Linked DNA regions of Mus musculus: region 2 is linked to region 1. The links are chromatin contacts, called in public Micro-C maps. All regions are on one chromosome and are shown on one strand. Each heading gives the region's core, a stretch centred on a gene start, on an enhancer-like site or on the middle of the called end of the contact. The rest is flanking DNA. Distances are from core to core; before and after follow the strand shown.

Region 1 (5,105 bases), core at 1,007-3,506:
AGATCTGGTTACTGGAAAAGGCAGTCAGTTCAAGCTTCTCTTAAAACTGCTCCGCATGCAAGTCACCAAGCAAGTGGTGTATGTTCAGAGGGAAAGTTGGCCTTTTCCCAACAGAAGCTCATGAAAGCCAGCTCTGCTTCTGTCTGTGATTCTCTGGGGACCCAGGGCCAGGCTGGAAGTTTCCCAACCATTTTCAGCACTCAGATGTTAGTGAGCAGAAGCAGCCCACAAATGGCCTGGTAAAATGCTGGCCCCAGCCTCATTTCAGGAACATAATCTACTGGCTCAGAAGACCTGAGGCTAGACGTACGTTAGGATGTGCTTCGTGAGCCACAGTTACAAGAGATGCAGGTCCACGCTTTAGCCCTTTGAGCAACACCACTGCCGGAAACAGAGCTCTGAGAGCAGCAGATAACTCAAGGTGTCAGAGGCTCCTCAAAGCCACTGAGGGTTGGCTCTCGAGTCAGCTGAAACATTGATGTCATCGGGGAAGATTATAGAAAGCGGCCGAGTTAGCAGAGATCAGTGCAAGCGAAGGGCAGAGGCCAGTGGCCCATCAAGCAACAAGGGTTGAACATGGAGCCAGGAAGAAGATGGCATGCTCAAATTCTTCCGAGGGGCTTATTAGAAGGGACTGTTGTCTGACTGTATGGCAGAAGAACAGGGAAAGGAGGAGCCAACTAGAGGCAAATGATGTTGCTAGCAAACTGAAATGCTCAATATACTTATTATATGAAAGTGATTATTCAAATGCTTCAAATACCCACCAGTCTGTGTGGGCCTTGGAGGGACAGGGGGAGAGATAAGTTTCCCACTGTCCGACATGTTCTTGGCTTCTTTCCCACTGTCCAGGCTCCAGCTGCTAGGGGTGGGATTCACAGCTGGAAGGGAATAACACAGCTAAACACACAAGAGCCAGCTTTGCCTTTCAAATGCTTGAGATCTTAGGAGTCTGGCAGAATTATCCAGAACGTAGTCAAAAAGACCACAAAACCTTAAGCAGTAACCAAGCAGGACACTTCCCCAATATTAAACCTCTCTCTAATTGGTTACCTAACAGAGCTGACATTTAATTGAGTAACAGCAGGTCTCTTTATTTCCCTCAAGCTGTCAAACAGAACTGCAAATCTCTATGCCAGGGAGTAGCAACCTGCTGAGAATTCCAAATGTGTTTAGATGCTGAGAAATAGATGGAAAATATAGTCATCAGCCTATTTGTAGAAATGTCTGAACAAATGGCCATCTAAAGGAGGTGATGAGGCAAAGGGCACTCTCTTATTTCAACTGTGTGGCAGAAGTACCAAGGACAGGGTTGAGGGTGCCACACTGACCAGTCCTGTCAGGAAAGGATGAGTTCCAAATGGACAGATTACACTAAGTAAGTCCTGAGAAAACCACTTGGACTGCTGATAACGTCATTGTTACTTTGCAATCCATCTGCTCCAGGCATCACGGTGTAGGAATATAGACAGCTCTGCTAGGAAGCAGGGCAGGACACACAAGGTTATGAAACACTCCACAATGAAGTTTCTAATAGTAAAACCAGCGTTCCCGCTTGCTTCCCGTGCAGATACTGCCATCTGACGGACGCAGTGAGAATTGCCACGTTTTATTCCTCCAAGTTACTGCTTTGATTTAATGGGGTGGAAATATTTTAAACATTATTTTTTTTTCTCTATTTCTTTTATATTTGCTGGGTAGTTTTCTTTAGTAAAGTTGGTAAAAATAACAGCACATCCCTAGTTTCTCCTGGTGAAGATCAATGCTTGACTTACAACATTAAAGCTAATTCCATGCTTTAAAATAATTTTGGCTAGGCCCTCACTAATTTTCATCTCCCTTTGGGAAGTTTTAATGTTAATCTATCAGTGTACCAAAATGGTAATACAGCCTAGTTCTTAATGGGGGCAATTAAAGTGCACTTTACTGGGACATTTCATTAGTGAGTCTTGATTCATTAGCCTGCGAGACTGCTATTTTTGAGGCCTGACCCTGAGAGGCAAACGGGTGACTTTGCAAGTCCCTGCACCCACAGTGGAGGAAGCGACATTTAATCTGCTCTTCCTGGTCTGTGTGTTGCTAATTGGCTTCTTAGCTCTATGCATGCATTTGGTGTGTGCATCTTATTTGTGTGTGCTTGACCTTGAGGCGGGCCCCACTCCATTATGCGTCTGATCGCAATGCTTGCATGGCATTTAATGGTACAAGAGCCTGTGTGAGTGACCACCAACAACAGTTGAGCTGGCTGAATATGAGCTTTGTGAAGGAGACAATGGATGGGGTCTGTGGAATCAATCTGAGGAGTAGCTACTTTCATTGTGTGAACTAGTGGCTTAATTGGCAACTTTGCTTCAGGGAGAGCAGGCTTGGCCTGGGCTCGCTGAACAACAGAAAGCCATTACACAAAGGAGCTTCTAATTTGCTCAGAGCTTAGGAGTTTATGGAGAATGGATCATGATAAACTGCCTTTCACTAATTGCCTAAAGATCACACTCACCCTGATCATTAACAGTCTAGAGCTCTACCTGCCACACGGCACACAGAAGACTGGGGGAAATGAGGACACAACAAACCCTGACACATTCTAGGACCTACAAGGGGTGGATGACTGGTACCCACCTTTCTCAGGTGCAGAAAGGTTGGGGTCACTTCGAGGCAAGGCCCCATCTCCAATATGATTAAACAGCATCCTCTGGAAAGGGAGAAGAGTCCATTTTTATGATATAATATGCTGAGGTAGGATGCCTTTTAGAAAATGAGATGGTTATCTCCTTATGAAACTCTTTGCTCAAAACATTTTCTATATGGTATAATGAGCCTAGGAACAAATAATTAAACTCTATTTAAGGAGAAAAGGGGAAACAGAGTCTTAGGTTTTCTGAAAGAAACATAATAAGAAATGGTGTTTTACATTAAATATAAATGGTAAATAATTACTCATAATAAACATAGGGAAAATTAATAGTAAGAATTCGCTAGGTATGATGTTCTTTACAAGTGTATACTGCTAGACTGGCAGTATGACATGAATAAGAATGAAAGGAGAAATATTAATTTAAAAACCTACTATATAGACAAACTTATAGTTCAAATACTATAATAGACAAAAATGAGCTAATGAATATTCTATAATTTTAACCTACAAAATTACCAATATTACATAGCTCTACCTAACTCATGAAAAGAAAAAGTGGAAACCTACAGCATTATACATTATTATAATTTTGGTAACATATATACTGATTCAAATTTTACCCAAGACAGATAACTCAGGACTAATCAAGGAAGCCTTTCAGAGTTTCCCATGCTGGCACATGATCTCTTAGAGCAGATGAAACAAACTGAAATCCCCTTGCAATGCCAGTGACAACGGGAAATAAAATTGGTTAGCTGGTTCAGGCAAACGCACTCAGAAATCATTTCTGCAAGACATCAGTGCTGCGCAGAGGAGGTATCCTGGGCCTTTCGGGAAGATCACACAATCAGCAAAGATAAACCAATCAAGCCAAATCCCACTCGCTCTCATCCAATTCCAGATGCAGCTACAGACTTCTGCCAGGATGGTGTAGAAAAACAGAGAAATTAGCTGGAGCAGAAACAAGGAGTTTTCTCTGCTCTTAAAATTAGTCCCAAATAAACTGTGAAAAAAACTCAGGGATACAACACGAATCTTCAACTTCGTACCCACCCTCCAATGCACATACGTTGCCCCTGGACTGGGCCTGTGGCCCATGCTCACTCAGGTTTTTGAAAGCGAGGTTTGAGTGACCGGCGGAACCACATTCCCTAGCTCGTATGACATCTCCAGGACACAGCCCCTTTCCTGGTAATCCATGGAAGATCAATGGCAAAGGCAAACAGATTGCACCTACATTCTTGGGGAAAGGAGTCAGCTGCAGCTCTTCCCAATAGCTATGGACAAACAGGAAGGTCTGGGCAGAAGCAGGAGTCTTCCCCTAAATTCAGTTGTTCTTCCCTCCCCAGACTTCTACTCATACACATGCAAACACACACACAGATGGTTTATTCACTGGCTTTTCCTTGGAATGTTGTTGTAGCAGCCATGAACCAGGTTGAGATCAAGGGCCAGGCAGTCCCTCTCAGTTTCACTGTCAGGGCTGTGACCCAGATATCCCTCTAGAACAGTGGTTCTTTAATCTATGGATCCTGGCCCTATTGTGGGTCACATCAGATATCCTACTCAACCTGTGGGTACCATCAGATATCATGCATATCAGATATTTACATTATGATTCATAAAATTTACAAAATGACAGTTATGAAGGATTTATAACAGTAGCAAAATTACAGTTAGGAAATAGCAACACAGTAATTTTATGGTCGGGGGTCACCACAGCATGAGGGACTATACTCAAGGGTCACAGGATTAAGAAGAACCACCGCTCTAGAAGGATGAGTCAGATGGTGCTCCAAACAATGGGCAGAGACCAGAGGTGGACTGACAAGAGTCTTCTTCCAACTGGCCTTGTCACTGGTTGCTTTTGGCAGGCACTGTATGAGTCCAAAGAGATTCACACACAATCCCACACTCTCCCATTCTCTAGCCTCTGATTCCCCCACAGGAGAGTACCTGAGAAGGCTCCACGGGTGTTGGGTAAATGGCACTGCACGGTCTATCTCTTGGGGACAGGCAAGAGTTTTCTCTGGAATGTTTGTGTTTGTCAGACAACAAAGGCGAAGCTGGGAAGAGAAACAGACATTATCAGTGAGCTAGCCTGTGGGGCCTTAGTGAAAGCCAGAGTGGTGTGGCAGCTGCCTACAATATGGGCCACTGAAGCCACAGTTCCCAGGGCCTGGAAACATCTCAGGGCGCCAGACAGGACATCCCCAACTCGGCACTAACCTCTGGCACTCGACGGAGCAGAACTGGTCACATTAGGTGAAGCAGAGTGAGTGGAACTCAGGCTTGAGGTAGACGGACTGGGCTGGAAACACAGGGCACTACTGTCATACATGGCTAGGAGCTTTCATTCACGACATTTGAAGCAAGACACCAACATTCATTTCGTTTTCAAATTAGCAAAAAGAAAAACGGAAACCCCAAAGGCCACTTAGAAACAGAGCAAAGTCTTAGGGATTCAGAC
Region 2 (5,105 bases), core at 1,947-4,446, 81 kb before region 1:
CGAGTGTTGGGATTAGAAGCATTCACCACCCTGTCCAGTCTGTGCAGTGCTAGAGGTTGAACCTGGGACTTCTTGCATGCTAAGGAAGCATGCTAGCAACGGAGTTACATCCCAAGCCATTTTCTCCCTCTTTTGAGATGGGGTCTTATTCTGTAGCCCAGGATGATTTTGATCTCACTATGACCCTCCTGTCGTAGTGTCCTGAGTGCTGAGATTCTAAGCATGAGCCATTTCCAGCTTCAGTATACATTTCTACACCCAAACTCATTGCAAACTTAAAGGTGTATGGGATTTTAGATTAATTAGGATTCACCAATAGGCTATAGAACGTTGCTTAAACACCAAATACAGCATCTTGTAGCAACAGGTACTATATAACCTGAGCTGATTATTCAAGTCCAAGCCACCTGTGCCTGAAGAATGCAAATAATTATCATGAGGGGAATGTAGGGAGACATAAGTCATCCAGGTATTTGAGTAAATTCTCCCTTTTATTGTACATATGTAAAGCAGTCCTCAGACCCTTGAGGTTGTTGAAGAGTAATAGCTACAGAAGGGCAGTTTTGGTGCTGTGACAACTGCAGAATCTTCAAAGCACAATCTACGTCACTGACGAAAGCTCGTTTCTAGATGCTTCCCTGCTTCGCAAGTAGTGCCACTGAAGGGGGATGCGAATCTGCTTGGATTTTTAGCTGCCTTTGTTATTTCTCTTCAGCAATGATTTGTGAGTTTCATGATTTTAGATGAAAAGAATCTTTGAGTTAGTTAAGGGGTGACCATGTGAGAATGCCAGTTTCCAATCTCATAGAGCACTCACATGCTGGGCTGCTGATTAGACAAAGGCCACAGGAAGAGGACCAGAGAGGCAGCTGCCTTGGGTAGGGGATTTGGGTTTTTGCCATGGTTGACACCTATTTATTTGTTATTTGTAGGCACTTTCCCCAGGGAAGGAAGGGAAGTGTGTCATCCTGCTAGAGGAACCGAGCAAGAAAACCTGTAGGTGACTGCTAATTTTCTCTGAAGGTTGGAAGATTTATATGTCATTTTTCTTTTTCGAAAACTGTGTACCCCTAGCAGGGAAGCGGAAGACTCCAGACGAAAGCTTAAGGGAAGTGTTTTAGATCTACCTCCTAAGAATAGCATCTGTTATTATCCACCCAGACAGACAGGCAGGTCAGCCCCTGTTAATTTTTTCACACTCTTGTCATAGAGACTTTTAATTTTAATCCAATGTCGAATGCCACAAAACCTTGACATTGAAAGACTGTAGTTACGACCAGAGCCGTATTTCGTTTAAATTCAGTTATGGCAATTAGGCTGCAAACCTCATGTACTCCAGGTGGGTAGCGAAGGCACCTCTGTGCTCTGTTCTTCCAGGAAAGCTGGAGGGAGGTGACTCCTGGTTGGTGAGGGTTGGTTCAGGCCTCCAGGCTCCTCTCTACCTTCTGCTCCACCTCCTTTACACATTAGCTTTCCAAGAGTTCTGTTGTCACTTCCTCACACAACCAAGTCCCCTCTGTATGACTTCCCCTTCTTGGAGCAAAGGAAACTACCTCCCAGATGGTCCCAGCAGAGAGGCTGCTTTCTAAATCTTTTGCCAAGAGACCTGTTCCTGAGATAACCCCAGGAAAAGAAGCTGGGATGACCTTGCTTGGTTGACTGCTCTAAGCTTGGTTCCAGTTGTCTAGACCATCTCATTGTTACCCCCAAAGCCCAGAATCAGGGAGCCACTCAGGACCATACAGAGAAAGACTATTGTGGAAACAGGGTTAGCTATTGCTTATGCGTTAGACAAAAATAGGGTGGTGGTAACAAGAATGGATTGCAGAAGTCAATGATCCTGATTTGAGATGGGACTCAGTGGCCTATGGTCTTCATTTGTATTCTTCCCTATTCAGCTTCCCTCCTTTCAGTACCAGGGCCCCGTATGAAAGCTGCACAACTGAGCCCAGAAGTGGATGTTTTCACAGCTCCCAGAATAAATAAGATCTGATTGAGTTACCAACCTCGGGTTAAGACACTGCAAGAGGGAAATGGCAATAAGTATGTCTAAGAAAAGTAACTTTTAAACTCTTCTGGCAGACTATTAATAATCATCAGTATATAGCTTAATAGTGTAGTATTGGCTGAGCATGTACAAGGTCTTGTGTGAAATCCCTAATACACACAGAGACACACACAGTTTAAAAAAGTTATTTTATTGTTTTAGATTTATGGATGCTTTGCCTGCATGTATATATGTGCAGCACATATGTAATTGGTGACCACTGAGGGCACAGGAGGACAATAGATCTCCTGGAACTGGAGTTATGAGCTGTCATGTGGGTGCTAGGACTTGAACTTGGATCCTTTGGAAAAGCAGCCAGAGCTCTTAACCACTAGGCCACTTCTCCAGGCCACATATCACTATAACCAATTAGATATTACTACGGATGAACACATGTACATCTACTGTTAGTAAATAAATATTCTTTTTTTTAGTGAAAATGAATTCATTACATATGCTTAATAGTGACATTCTTAGAGTAGCCACTGCAGAGCAAGTAGGTAGTCTCTCCATTTCTCTCCCTCAGTGTGTCCTGGTTATTTCTGGAATCTGCAGATTCTGGGTTTCTACACACTGGTTGCTTCAAGTGACCAGAGATGGAAATAAGGAGGTGGCAGGGGTTCAGCTCAGGACATTGGTCCAGAAGCAAGAGAAAGGCTACGGCCCAGAACTCCCTGAAAATCTGTCTGGCTTTCCTAGCTAGAATCCATCAGTGGTGTTTGTTTTTGTTTTTTCTTGGTGCTTTTAAATCCTCTGGCTGCAAAAACAGATAGTAGAAGATATTCTGTGGCTGTAGGTCCTCCTCCAGGGGCAGCAGTTCAGAGCAGATCTTCATGGCATCACTCGTTTTTCAAGGCTCTGGCTGCTGCATCTGCAAGAGCTGGCATGGCTGGGCCTCCCTTTGTCTTGAGTTTATCAAATCAGATATCCGCAGGGTACATGTGTAGCCTTACCATGTGATCTGGTCTTGGCTGGTCTTGCACTTCTCTGGGCAGTTTTCACCTGAGGCCCCTCCCCCCCTTACATGTCTTGCCTCTGGGCCAGGATCTAAAACAAAGAGTTCTGTCATTCCAGGAAGTACACACCCAGCAAATGCCCAGAGGGGAAGGCACAGCTGCAGAAAGAGCAGGTGCTTCTTTGCATCATGTGGTAGTGGTGCTGGTAGTCCACTAAGGAGGCAAAACCTTGGCAACAGCCAGCCACCTGACAGGTGAACTCTGGCACCGTGGACTTTTCCAGCATCTCGGACACTTGAGTGAGCATGGCCTGTAAGCACAAGCGCCGCTGCATATCCCCATCCTCGAAGAATTTGTGATCCTGAGGGAAGCACACGGGATGTGGAGCAAATCAGAAGGGTGTCTCCCCAGCCACAGGGTTCAGTGATTAGGCTGCTCCAAGCTCCTCAGCCCTTCAGCCGCAGCCCTTCAGCCCCTGTCGACATAAATAAATATTCTTAAGCAAACCTGAAGACTGCCTAAATAGAGTCATCAGAGTCATATTCTAATGTACTTATAATTCCTTACAAAGGCCCGGCAGGCATTTGCCTAATGTTCCAGGGTCCTACCTCTGACTTTAGACTTTATTTCTAACCTGGGATCCAGTATCCCTTATTTAGTAGACATGTAAGTCTGGACTCCTTAAATGAGCCAGTCTCATTAGGTACAATATAGAAAATAAGACAATCAGAGTAACACTTGCATCAAAGGTAGGTAGAGAGGAATGAGATGAGGCATAGGAGATCCTTAGCATATTAATGACCCCAGACCCACCTCCTAGCCTGTAATGACCAAGACATGGACAAATATAGCCAAATGATCTTTTAACCCCTTCAACATGAGGCCTTTGCATTACTGTTTCCTGTTCCACACTTACGTCTTTGTATTGATACCAAGAGAGAAAGTATGTAAAATGACAATGTGTCTCCTTATTTCTTCTCAGTCTTTCTCAAAGAGCCTGGTATCCACTTTGGGGAACACCTCTTTATTTAAATTACTAGTTCTCTAGGGTGGCGAGATGAAGTGTGTGTGGTGTGTGCTTGTGTGTGTGTGTTGCTGAGGGTTAGATCTGGGTGTTTGTATATGCTAAGAACATAATGTACCACTAAGCTACATTCCAAACCAGTATTATAAAGGCAATAATGCATCATGTTTGTATCCTAGTTTGCTTCTCTGATGTACACTGACCAGAAACAGCTTAGAGGAGGAAAGGGTTTATTTAATCTTTTAACTCCCAGAAGATGATCCTTTCTTGAGGGAAGTCAGGGTAGGAGCTCAGTGCAGGAATAGAGGCAGAGACTATGGAGGAATGTTTTCTTCTACAGCCTAAACCCAGGTGCCTAGGGATGGCACCACCCACAATGGGCCAGGCCTTTCCACATCAATCAGCAACCAAGAAAATGCCACCACAGACTTGCTCACTGGGCAGTCTGAGGGTCCCTTTCCTTCATTGATTCTAGACTGAGTCCAGTTGAACAACAACAAAAACCAGCATAGTGTGTGTGTGTGTGTGTGTGTGTGTGTGTGTGTGTGTGGTGGTTGTTGTTGGTGGTGGTGGTGGTTGTTAATTGAATCCAGGCTTCATAAATGCTAGGCAAACACTTTCCCACTGAGTTACAGCCTTCACCCTACACTTCCAGGGAGGGCATGTGTTTTTAAGGTTTCTAAGCAAGACATTTGTCCTTGTAGATATTATTTTAATTTCTATATACAACTAAATTAATTATAATGAAATATGCCAAAACATGATTACTTTTATCAAATAGTTTGATGTGTCAAAATCAGAGTCAATGTGTACTGGCTAGTTTTGTGTCAACTTGACACAGGCTGGAGTTAACACAGAAAAAGGAGCTTCAGTTGGGGAAATGCCTCTATGAGATCCAGTTGTAAGGCATTTTCTCAATTAGTGATCAAGGGGGGAGGTACCCTTGTGGGTGGTGCCATCTCTGGGCTGGTAGTCTTGGTTCTATAAGAGAGCAGGCTGAGCAAGCCAGGGGAAGCAAGCCAGTAAGTAACATCCCTCCATGGCCTCTGCATCAGCTCCTGCTTCCTGCCCTGCTTGA

What was found. A called contact is a pair of places that touch in the nucleus more often than the background predicts.
Region 2: a contact with region 1 is called in a Micro-C map of embryonic stem cells, with 2.3 times the contacts expected there. The contact joins two enhancer-like sites. A contact is called at or near these places in 2 of 15 datasets of contacts at CTCF or cohesin (embryonic stem cells and large pre-B cells), 29 of 484 Hi-C or Micro-C datasets (B cells, the HL-1 cell line, the N1E-115 cell line and 4 more) and 8 of 115 datasets of contacts at active chromatin or transcription factors (embryonic stem cells, expanded potential stem cells, neural progenitor cells and 1 more).

What each region holds. Positions count from the first base shown.
Region 1 is chr12:40,834,217-40,839,321 of GRCm38.p6, reverse strand. It overlaps Dock4 (dedicator of cytokinesis 4), which reads right to left. Exons shown (of 53, transcript NM_172803.2): 48 at 4,865-4,946; 49 at 4,592-4,701; 50 at 2,620-2,692; 51 at 768-881. Among named protein-coding and RNA genes, the nearest start is that of Immp2l, 190 kb to the left of the region's middle. Within about 2 kb of position 2,256, at least 38 of the 459 cell types and tissues checked have an H3K27ac peak or open chromatin away from gene starts, as enhancers often do. A contact at or near this core is called in embryonic stem cells, where this site is marked.
Region 2 is chr12:40,915,677-40,920,781 of GRCm38.p6, reverse strand. It overlaps the pseudogene Gm18246. Among named protein-coding and RNA genes, the nearest start is that of Immp2l, 110 kb to the left of the region's middle. Within about 2 kb of position 3,196, at least 36 of the 459 cell types and tissues checked have an H3K27ac peak or open chromatin away from gene starts, as enhancers often do. A contact at or near this core is called in embryonic stem cells, where this site is marked.